3 separate regions of the Sus scrofa genome follow, and all the other regions are linked to region 2. The links are chromatin contacts, called in public HiChIP or PLAC-seq and promoter capture Hi-C maps. All regions are on one chromosome and are shown on one strand. Each heading gives the region's core, a stretch centred on a gene start, on an enhancer-like site or on the middle of the called end of the contact. The rest is flanking DNA. Distances are from core to core; before and after follow the strand shown.

Evidence for each region. Promoter capture Hi-C pulls out the DNA fragments that hold promoters and counts their contacts. HiChIP or PLAC-seq counts read pairs in DNA pulled down with a chosen protein or histone mark.
Region 1: a contact with region 2 is called in an H3K27ac HiChIP or PLAC-seq map of skeletal muscle. The contact joins the promoter of GNPNAT1 here to the promoter of DDHD1 in region 2. A contact is called at or near these places in 2 of 47 Hi-C or Micro-C datasets (epiblast stem cells and liver) and 2 of 2 datasets of contacts at active chromatin or transcription factors (alveolar macrophages and skeletal muscle).
Region 3: a promoter capture Hi-C map of liver shows a contact between it and region 2, with 5 times the contacts expected there. The contact joins the promoter of PSMC6 here to the promoter of DDHD1 in region 2. A contact is called at or near these places in 2 of 5 promoter capture datasets (fetal liver and liver), 2 of 47 Hi-C or Micro-C datasets (liver and skeletal muscle) and 1 of 2 datasets of contacts at active chromatin or transcription factors (alveolar macrophages).

Annotation. Positions count from the first base shown.
Region 1 is chr1:182,421,639-182,424,971 of Sscrofa11.1, forward strand. GNPNAT1 (glucosamine-phosphate N-acetyltransferase 1) reads right to left here and starts at 1,811. Exons shown (of 6, transcript NM_001243376.1): 1 at 1,611-1,811.
Region 2 is chr1:182,753,208-182,756,239 of Sscrofa11.1, forward strand. DDHD1 (phospholipase DDHD1) reads right to left here and starts at 1,319. Exons shown (of 12, transcript XM_003121795.4): 1 at 6-1,319. The coding sequence starts at 852.
Region 3 is chr1:182,327,523-182,330,517 of Sscrofa11.1, forward strand. It overlaps PSMC6 (26S protease regulatory subunit 10B), which reads left to right and starts at 1,548. Exons shown (of 14, transcript XM_001928747.5): 1 at 1,548-1,772; 2 at 2,803-2,882; 3 at 2,978-2,995. The coding sequence starts at 1,646.

The DNA.
Region 1 (3,333 bases), core at 561-3,060, 330 kb before region 2:
GTTAGCATGCATTTAAAGGCCCGTATATGCCTAACCTTAGCTCAATAAATGCCTAGTGAATGAATAATGAATGGTGTAACACTTATCTGGAGGTCACATTTCAGAAAATCTAGAAGAAAGATTCCCAAACTGCCACAAGTAATATCACAAAAACCATACATCAAATTCATTTTTACTAAGATCAGCTCAGGTTTTCAGTCAGTTGAACATTCTTTGGAAGCAAATGCAACATTGGTTTCTCAGCCTCTACAGGACACTAGAATATACACATAGGGAGGAGCTGTTGCTAGAAACAAGCAAGTGAGAGCAACAAGTTATAGATACTGGGAATGAAGATTTCAAAAGTTGACACAAAAATTTAAAAAACAATCTGAGGTCAAATCCAAACTGCCTTTAGATATCTCAAGAGCTCTTGAGGGCATCGCTGTACTCCTTCAGTATAGGGTTAAAGCAGGCAGGGGGCCCTCGTGCTGTGTGAGACTGGGGTTCCTCGACATACATTTTATAACAATTTCAATAATTTGATTAAATTCTGAATCTAAAGAACACCCCATTCGCTGATCATTTTGATAGGTCTGGCTATATTTATTACATAGCTATATTTATTACACTTAAGGTGAGAATTTTCAAAAGTATTTTCTGATAGTTTATCTGACCTCTGTAATAGAGGCATTATTCTCAGTCTATCCTGGAGCAAGCTGGAGCACGTGGAACTTTCAGGACTTAACTCCAAGGTAACAGCCAATGAGTGAATTGGGACTAAATCTTCTGCTGTGGTTCTCCCACCTTGAGCTCTACAAACACCATACTCAGTAGAAGCCAATCTTTACATCATCGTGCCAGACAGGTAGCTGTCTCCTCTATTCTAAAAAATGTCAGTGAATCCTGCCTAATGAAACTGATCAAAATGATTTCTTGAGATCCCTTCTAAGATTCACTCACGAGTGTATATCCTAATAAAACTAGAATTGCCTTTCAATTTTGTGTGAAATTTTAAGAGTTCAATTTACATAAACATTACATCCCATAACAGAAATCACCGTACTCAGTGTTCCTAGGGGTAGAAGTCGCGGGAAGAGACAAAGGATGTCGGTCTTTCGCACATTGAAAACCCCAACTTAGTCAGCCCAGGAGGTGTTCTTCGGAGCCGAATCATGTCCTCAAGTGGCTCCTGACCGCTGTGGGGTGCTCCTCGAAAAGGAAAAGGGGGCCCCAGGCGTTCGTGCCCACTCAAAACCGAAGGCGACAGAGACTGTGAATAGCTGTCACAATCCTCCATGCTAAAGAGTTTAGACCCAAGTCTCCGTTCTTGCCCTACCAAGGGCCACCCCCTGCATGGCCGGACCACTGGCCATCATCCCTAACCTGTTCCAGGCGTGTGTCCGCTGAACTTGCTCTAAACTACCCTCTACGCCCCCATGTACACCCAGCTGGCGAAGATCAATGCCCAGCTCCTCGAACGGAACCTCCCCGAGCCCTAGCCCAGGCCTAGCTCTCCTCGCTCGGGGTAGCAGTCCCACCTGTTTGATAAATCTGAAGGCAGGCCCACGACGGCACCCAGGGCATCCAGCCCGGCCCCGCTCCCTCTCCCCGACCCCCAGCCCCCTCACCCGTAGAGGGCCGCAGTTGGCGCTCCTCTCCAGGCCTTGTCGAACTCTCACCCACCCGGGTATACAGCACTGGATCCGGATCCGGCTTCAGCGCCAGCCCCACCTCCTCTACCTCCCGCGCGCGCTACAGTCGCTTGCTCAGCCGCCACGGCGCGAGCAGCCGCCAGGACGTGGCAGCACCACCGCCTCCAGCCCGCCCCTGCCCGCTGACGCAGGGCAGCGCGCAGGCCGGCGGAGGCGACGGCGGGCGGGGCCAGGGGCGAAACCCGAGTGCGGGGGCGGGGCCTGTGGCGGCGTCAGCACGTGGGGCGGCAGCGAAGACGTTCCCGGGACTCCGCCCGGCGCGGGCGCCGGGCAGGAATCCAGAGCTCACTCCTTCGTACTCCGCGCTCCCTAAGGCTTTTCCCACGGCCTCAGCGTCTTGGCTTTTATGGAAATAATTTTGCCTCGGAGTCAGCTAAGTGGTGACTAGTGTGGGCTGCTTTGATTCTTAGAGGCCAGAGGCTCGGCCCCTTGCCCTCTGCATTTGCCCCTTCCCTTCAGAATCACTCCACTCATTGATTAGGACTTGTGCTGGAGGCTCGAAGCTTCTTATCCCGTTTTTTTTTGAGTCACAAATCCAGTCTCTGTGAGGCGGGGCACCTGCATCTTACTCCCAGACTGCGTTTTATTTCTCGCTCAACTCCTTTTTGGATGAACGTGGGGTTAAGACATTAGTTCTCAGCTGCGCGATTTTATTTCCCAGGAGACAGTTGACCATGTGTGGCACATTTTCAAACTCAAATCTTAGGGGAGCGGGGATGGGGAGGGAACAGGTTTTAGCGGCATCTCTCCAGATGAGAGGATAAAAGTGGGTATAGATCAGGCACGCTGCAAAATGTTGCACAGAACACACGGCAGCTCCCAACAACAACAAAAATCACCTGGCCTGAAATTTCAGTATTGCCGAACTTGAGAAACCCTGGGTTAGAAGAAAACTGACTTTTCTCTGACCTCCTGTCTTACCTAAGTAGCATGTGTTAGTAAACAGGTTCAGAGATGTTAGTTAATATGCTGAAGTCACATAGCTAGTCTCTCTCCTTCCTTGCTTCGTTCCATAAATTTCAATTTTTTTCTTGCTTATTTTTGAGACTTAAATTTCAGTTAACTGTTTTACTGATTGGTGCATTCTCACAACTTCAGAATATCCATCTCGTTTTTACCCTTACACATACAAAAGAATATGCGAAGACGTAAACAACAGTAAACACCGCTAATCTTAAGAAACACATAGCTTTGTTTTCTTTCAGATTTCTGACCCTATATTTACAGTGAGTTCCTCCTGGGCAAAAGAACCTTGTAAATTTTCTTTTTTCTCTCCTTTAGGGCCACAGGTGCTGCATAATGAAGTTCCCGGGCTAGAGGTGGAATCAGAGCTTCAGCTGTTGATCTATGCCACAGCAATGTGCGATCTGAGCCGTCTGCGACGTACACCACAGCTAGCTGCAACTAGGGATCCTTAACCCATTGAGCGAGGCGAAGGGTTGAACCCAAATACTAATGGATACTAGTTGGGGTCATTTCCACTGAGCCACAGTGAGAACTCCCAGTAAATTTTAAATTTATCAGAGTGAAACAATTGTAAAATTCATCCAGACCACAGGAGTTCTAAGAGGTACCCCACCAGATCTGCATTCAAGACATACCACTGGAGTTCCCACTGTGGTGACATGGTTTAAGAGTC
Region 2 (3,032 bases), core at 69-2,568:
CTCACGGTTCCAGTACACCGGGTAGCATTCTCCTTGGTTCACATCCACCTCGTAGAGGCCGCCCCGCACACACACCCGCTCGATGTTCACCAGCTCCTCCATCTCGCGCCCGTGCCCGGTAATGCGCGGACAGAAGCCGCAGACGCGGTCCCCCTCGTGGTCCTCCAGGGAGCCGGAGGCCTGGCCAGTAGCGGAGGGTGGGCCGACCGCATGATCGCCCTCCGGGTCTTGGGCCTGGGCCCGGGCATCCGCGGCCTGCAGCAGGGTCCGGAAGGCGAGCTCGATGCGGAGCGAGTCGTAGCCGATGAAGGGTTTCCAAGTCTTCTTGTCTTCCTTGTAGAACCAGCGCACCTCCTCCGGGCCCAGCTCCGTCACTACCTCGTATCGGTGCCGGGCGGCGGCGCCGCCGGGCCGGATACGCTTCCTCTCCCCGGGGCCCCCTCCGGCCGCCCCGCCGCCCCCCGAGTTCGACGGGACCAGAGGCGGCTGCTGCGGCGGGTGAAGTGACGAGGAGCTGCCGCCGCCACCGCTCTCGCCCTCACTGTAGTAGCGCAGCGAGGAGCCCGACTCGGCGGAGCTGAAGTCATAGTTCTCGTCACTGAGGCAGGGATCCAGCGCCAGGTGGTGGTTGTGGTCCTCTGCGCCCGGCGCCAAATGCAGCCCTGGCTCCCCGCGCAGCAGGGCCAGGGGCACTTCATCGTCGCCCGGGTCCCCAGCAGTCAGGTGGTCGAAGCAGCGGACGCTGCTGCCGAACGCCGGCTCCGCATCCGAGCCCAGCTCCCAGGAGGCGCCGCCGCCGCCCCGGCCGTTATGCTCGGGGCTGAGCTGAGAGCCGCGGCCCGGGTAATTCATGCTCTGGAGACGCCGCCGCCGGCCGGGCCGGGCGCGGAGCCGTGACCCCCAGAGCTTTCGCCACACATTCAACGCCGCCTCCCTCTCCACCGGGAGTTTTCAATCTTTCAAATCCCGACCGGGGCTGCGGCGGCACCCGCGGCGGCTCCGCCCCCCCGAGCCCCGCAGCCGCGGTAGCCGCGTCCCGCCGCCAGTCTCATAGTCACGCAGCCCGACGTAGGTGGTGCTTGGCCTCAGGCCCCGCCCCTCCCGCCGCGCGCGCCGTCCCGGAAGCCCTTTCTCCGCCCACTCTGCGCCGGAGCCGCGCCTCTTGCCTCTCCTGCGCGGGGTTGGGGTCATCTCGGGATTCCTCAATTCCTGTCGCCTACTCTCCTTTCTCCTTCCCCTGCACTGCCGCTTCGCCCCGCCCTTCTAGGGTCGGAACCCAGGTGTGGAGAAGCTTTACCCGACTCATCCTTGCAATCTGGATCCTGAGCCGTAAAGGCTTATTCTCCACATCGGGAGAGAGCCCCCGGAAATTGGATTCATCTGACACTTTTTATGACTTTAGGCCCGCCTGCGGCCTCACCTGGACTTTATCAATCACCTGGTTTATGGTCCCTACAGCATCGTGGGTCCACGCAGGGCATTCCACTCCACGCCTACGGATTCCTCACTTTGGCGTCACGACTCCCACTCAAATCCAAGTCAAAACCGCCCTTCATATACCACCTCATATTACTGCTTGTCTTCCCATATGTATTTCCTGTTTTCTAAACCTTATTTTAAGGTCCTTGTTGGAGGCCAAGTCTGTATGTTTCAACCTCCCACAAGGTGGGTGCACAATCAATGTTGATTATAAGGATGGCAAACCCGGTCAGCTGTTGATAATTAGATTGAAAGCTAAAAAATAACCAGGTTTTAGACTGTTTTGATAACTAACTGCAGGCAGGTCACTTAAATCTTAATCTTTTTGGTTTCCTCATCTGTAAGATCTCTGAACTCTTCCAGCAATAGAATTCTGTGACTGGCAAGATTACTTTTTGTTCTTTATGCATCTCTGATTCTGTAGCACTTTCTGGGATCAGGTTGAATGCTGAGGCTCCCGTGTGGTTCTTTTATATTATGCAAAAGTTTTATTTTATAAACGCATTACTCTATGTTGAGTATCCTGAGAAAAACAATCTCTAATCTCAGTGTTATCAATTCAAGATCAGACAATATTCTCCTTGAAGATTAGGATTTCAACGTATGAATTTTGAGGAAACACAAACATTCAGACTATTGCAGAGAGTGTCTTCTTTGGTCACAGACTAAATGGAATAATAGCCTGTCCTGAAGCGGGAAACAGTCATTGAACCCATATAAGATGTCTACTGAGTTTCAGGCACTATGCTAGACCCTACAGTGAAGCAGTCAACAATCTAGAGGTATCTCTAAATAAACCCAGAAAGCCAACTTTTTAGTTCTTCTGAGGAATATAATTGTAATGCCAGAATGACCACAGGAGTCATTCTTTCCCTAAATACAGATCAATAGTGCAAGCCAAGTTGCAATCTAAATGTAGCTGGACAAGTATAAATAACATAGGACTACTTAATGAATAAAGTCATTCATCCTTCTGTTTATTCATTCAACAAATATTTATTGTCTAGTCATGTTTTGCTGGTGGTTTTTGTGTTTGAAATGATGCTTATGATGCAGAATTATCAAATGCACTTAAAGATTTGTAAGAGGTCTGCCCACAAAACTGTACTTACCAAAAATTCATAAAAATTTTCTATATTCCTTCTGGAAATAAAGGTCAATGGTATTGAAGGTATATATTCAAATGAAAGAAAACAAATCATTACAGTATCGATGCATACTCTATGGAGACAGCCACAAAATCCTAATCAGCTTGTTTGTATCAGAAAGAGAAGATTTGGCTATCTCCCTGCCCTTTCATTATAGAAGATGAGTTGGATTATAACCAGAGGCTGCTATGAGGTCCACATCATGTATCCATTATAAATGCGTTTGATGACCTTTGTGCTCCAGGATTCTTTTTTTTTTTTTTGTCTTCTTGCCTCTTCTAGGGCCGCTCCTGCGGCATATGGAGGTTCCCAGGCTAGGGGTCTAATCAGAGCTACAGCTGCCGGCCTACGCCAGAGCCACAGCAACACCAGATCTGAGCCGTGTCTGCGACCTACACCACAGCT
Region 3 (2,995 bases), core at 298-2,797, 430 kb before region 2:
CCAACCTGGGGATCAAACATGCAACCTAGTGCTCCAGAGACATTGTCTATCTTGTGGCCATAGCGGGAACTCCAGCACAGGAATCTTAAAAACAGTTCTATCTAACTTCAAGTTTCTTAGCTTACTTCAGCCTCTTGAGCCCCTCATTTCTACGACCCGCCCCTTTCTGGTTTTGTTGGTCTCCTTCCTGTTCCAAGAAATGAGTAAATCTCTTTTTCACTTTAAGGTCTTTGTAGCTGCTGTTTCTTCTGTTTGAAAGGTTTTTTTCTACAGTTTGTTGCTTGGCTGGCCCCTTCTTGCAGATATCTGTCCTAAAGTAGTTCTATCTTTCTCTCATTTTCCTCCACCATGGTTTCTTTTCATTATAATACAGTATTTATTACACTTTGAAATTATTATTTTTTATCTCCTCACCAGATCAAACCCTTAGTAATGCCTCATTCACTGAGTAAATAAATGAATACCCTACTCCTTCTGTATCCTGAAATCCTGTGATTTTGGAGAGACAGCAATGAGTGTTGGCTTGGAGAGAGATCTTATTTTTCTGCTCAGGAATTGAACCTGGGCAGCCTGGATAAAAAACCAGGAATCCTAGCCACTAGACTAGCTAGAGGTGAAAAGTAGAATTGCCCTAACTTTTGCCCCTTGTTGAAAGCAAGAACATTTCAGGGAGGCAAAGACTGTGAAAATAGGTATAAAGTTTATTGTTAGAGTCACAGTACAACATATGGGAAAGCACACAAAGAAGCAGTTTAAGTCAGAAGCAGAGAAGTAATACACACCCCAAAGAGGAGTGCGGGTGCAGGCGTCCCCTGAGTGAGGGGCACACCAGAGAGGTGATTTAAATCACTTATATAGCACAATTCTTCTGGATCTTTCTTTACCTTTGGCTAATTATCTTATTTATTTCTCACACCTGACTGGACACAGGACCCTTCCCAGTATATGTGCGTACCTTTTGGTAAAGATGGATTCCAAAGCAAAGTGTGCTAAGCAGGTATCAGGACTTATTATGGCCTGGTGCCTCCTCCTTTTCTGACCCCCTAGGAATCTTACTGTGCATGTGTAATTGGGGAGGTCTTCTTTACCCCAGGAGTGATTAAAGTGGTCATCTTATCTTTCTACTCCAGTAGAGCTCTGCTCCTGCAATTAACTTTTTCCTTGAAGTGCCAAAAAGAAACAAGGCCCAATTTGCTTGACCTAAGAAGTCCCAGCTGTTCTCAGCCCAGGGGCCCATCTACCTCTTACTTCACCTGGATATTATTGTTCTTTACCAAGAAGCTATCCTTGTTTTACTGAGAAGCCAGTAGAGCTATATATATTAGAGAGATATGTATATTCTCTATTTCACTTCCATCTCAGTTTACTACAGCCTTTTGTGGTTCCAAGAGGGCAGTGACTCAAGCATATCAAGGCTTCTCAGATACACCAGATCAGGGCCTTGCTTTACCCAAGCGGACCAGCAGGGGACAGTGTGGCCGGAGGCCTCCTTTAACTCACTGCGGAGCCCTAGTGAAGGAGGCATAGAAGTTCCGGAAGAGGAGTGCAGAGGCGGGCCAACCGGAAGGGGCGGGGTCGCCCGCAAACCCGCCCTTCCAGGGAGGCTGTTCTCCCTCGCCCCGCCCCTTCCCCCGCCCAGGCGGCCATGGCCATTCCCGACATCCCCTATGAGCGACGGCTTCTCATCATGGCGGACCCTAGAGATAAGGCGCTTCAGGACTACCGCAAGAAGCTGCTGGAGCACAAGGAGATCGATGGCCGTCTCAAGGAGTGTGAGTGCACCTTTCTTTCCATATAATCTCGTGTCTGAACTCGCTTCTGTCTATGACAAAGCAGAGGCCTTTGGCCGAGCTCGGCAGCCGAGCACCGGGAATGAGAAGGCCTCGGTCTGGGGACAAGGCGCTTTGTCATCCCTCCCTGTGCTTGAAAAGCGGAGCCTCTTCGGGCGTAGAAATGGCCCAGACTGGTCCAGGTGACAGAGAGAACACCCCCAGTTCTGAGATGGAAGTGTAGATGACCAGAGGAGGAGTGGGGAAGAAGTGGGTCAGGGATGTTTCCCAGTTTGAGGTAAGGAGTGCAGTGTTGTTGGAGTCCTGGGACCCGGAGCGGGGAAAAGAGTTAAGCAAACCAAAGCAAGAGATGAAACTCGGGAAGTTGGCTCGTTAGCGGAGTGGAAAGCCCAACACAGAGCTTTAGAGAGAAGGGATCCATCGGTCAATAATAGCCCTCCTCTTCTTTCGTCGTGTTTTGAGTAGTACTCTACATGGTACACAAAGTTCCCTTTCTTCCTGAACTGAAAAGATTGTTAGGATTTTTTCTTAGTGTACCGTCAGTGAAAAGCCTGAGTGATTTAATTAAATGGGGGAAGACCATAACCATATAATTTTGTGGAGCGCCGCACCTGTGGACTTCATATGGGTTAGAAAACCAGAGAGTAACAATCCGTGTGGGTAAGTGGAGAAGTGAGGAAGGCTCTAACTCTTTTATCATTCGAATTTGTGATCTCAAATTGAAAGTGTCAGAATGTCAATATCTGTTAAAAGTGTAACCTAAAATGTGCTCAAAGTAAGTATTTACGACCAAGAAAAGAAAAATGTGGTAATTTCTCTGCAACATTTCGTTTTTAAACATGTCATCTGCAAACGGTATTGTGCGTGTGTGTGTGTGTGTGTGTGGTTCGATAGAGTGGATATGAAATATATGTAAAGTGAAATAGACTTGAATTTAAGTAAAGTGAGACCTAGTGACAAACACACTGGCTAGGATTATTTAATTTAAAATATTCAAATTATATTATTTCAGTAAGGGAACAATTAAAAGAACTTACCAAGCAGTATGAAAAGTCTGAAAATGATCTGAAGGCCCTACAAAGTGTCGGACAGGTAGGTAATGGAGCTTGGGATGAGAGGGTGATGGTAATTTGCTTTGCTTTTTTAGTTCTTGGCAAAAAGTAATGCTTTTTTTTTTTTCTTTTTAGATTGTGGGTGAAGTACTT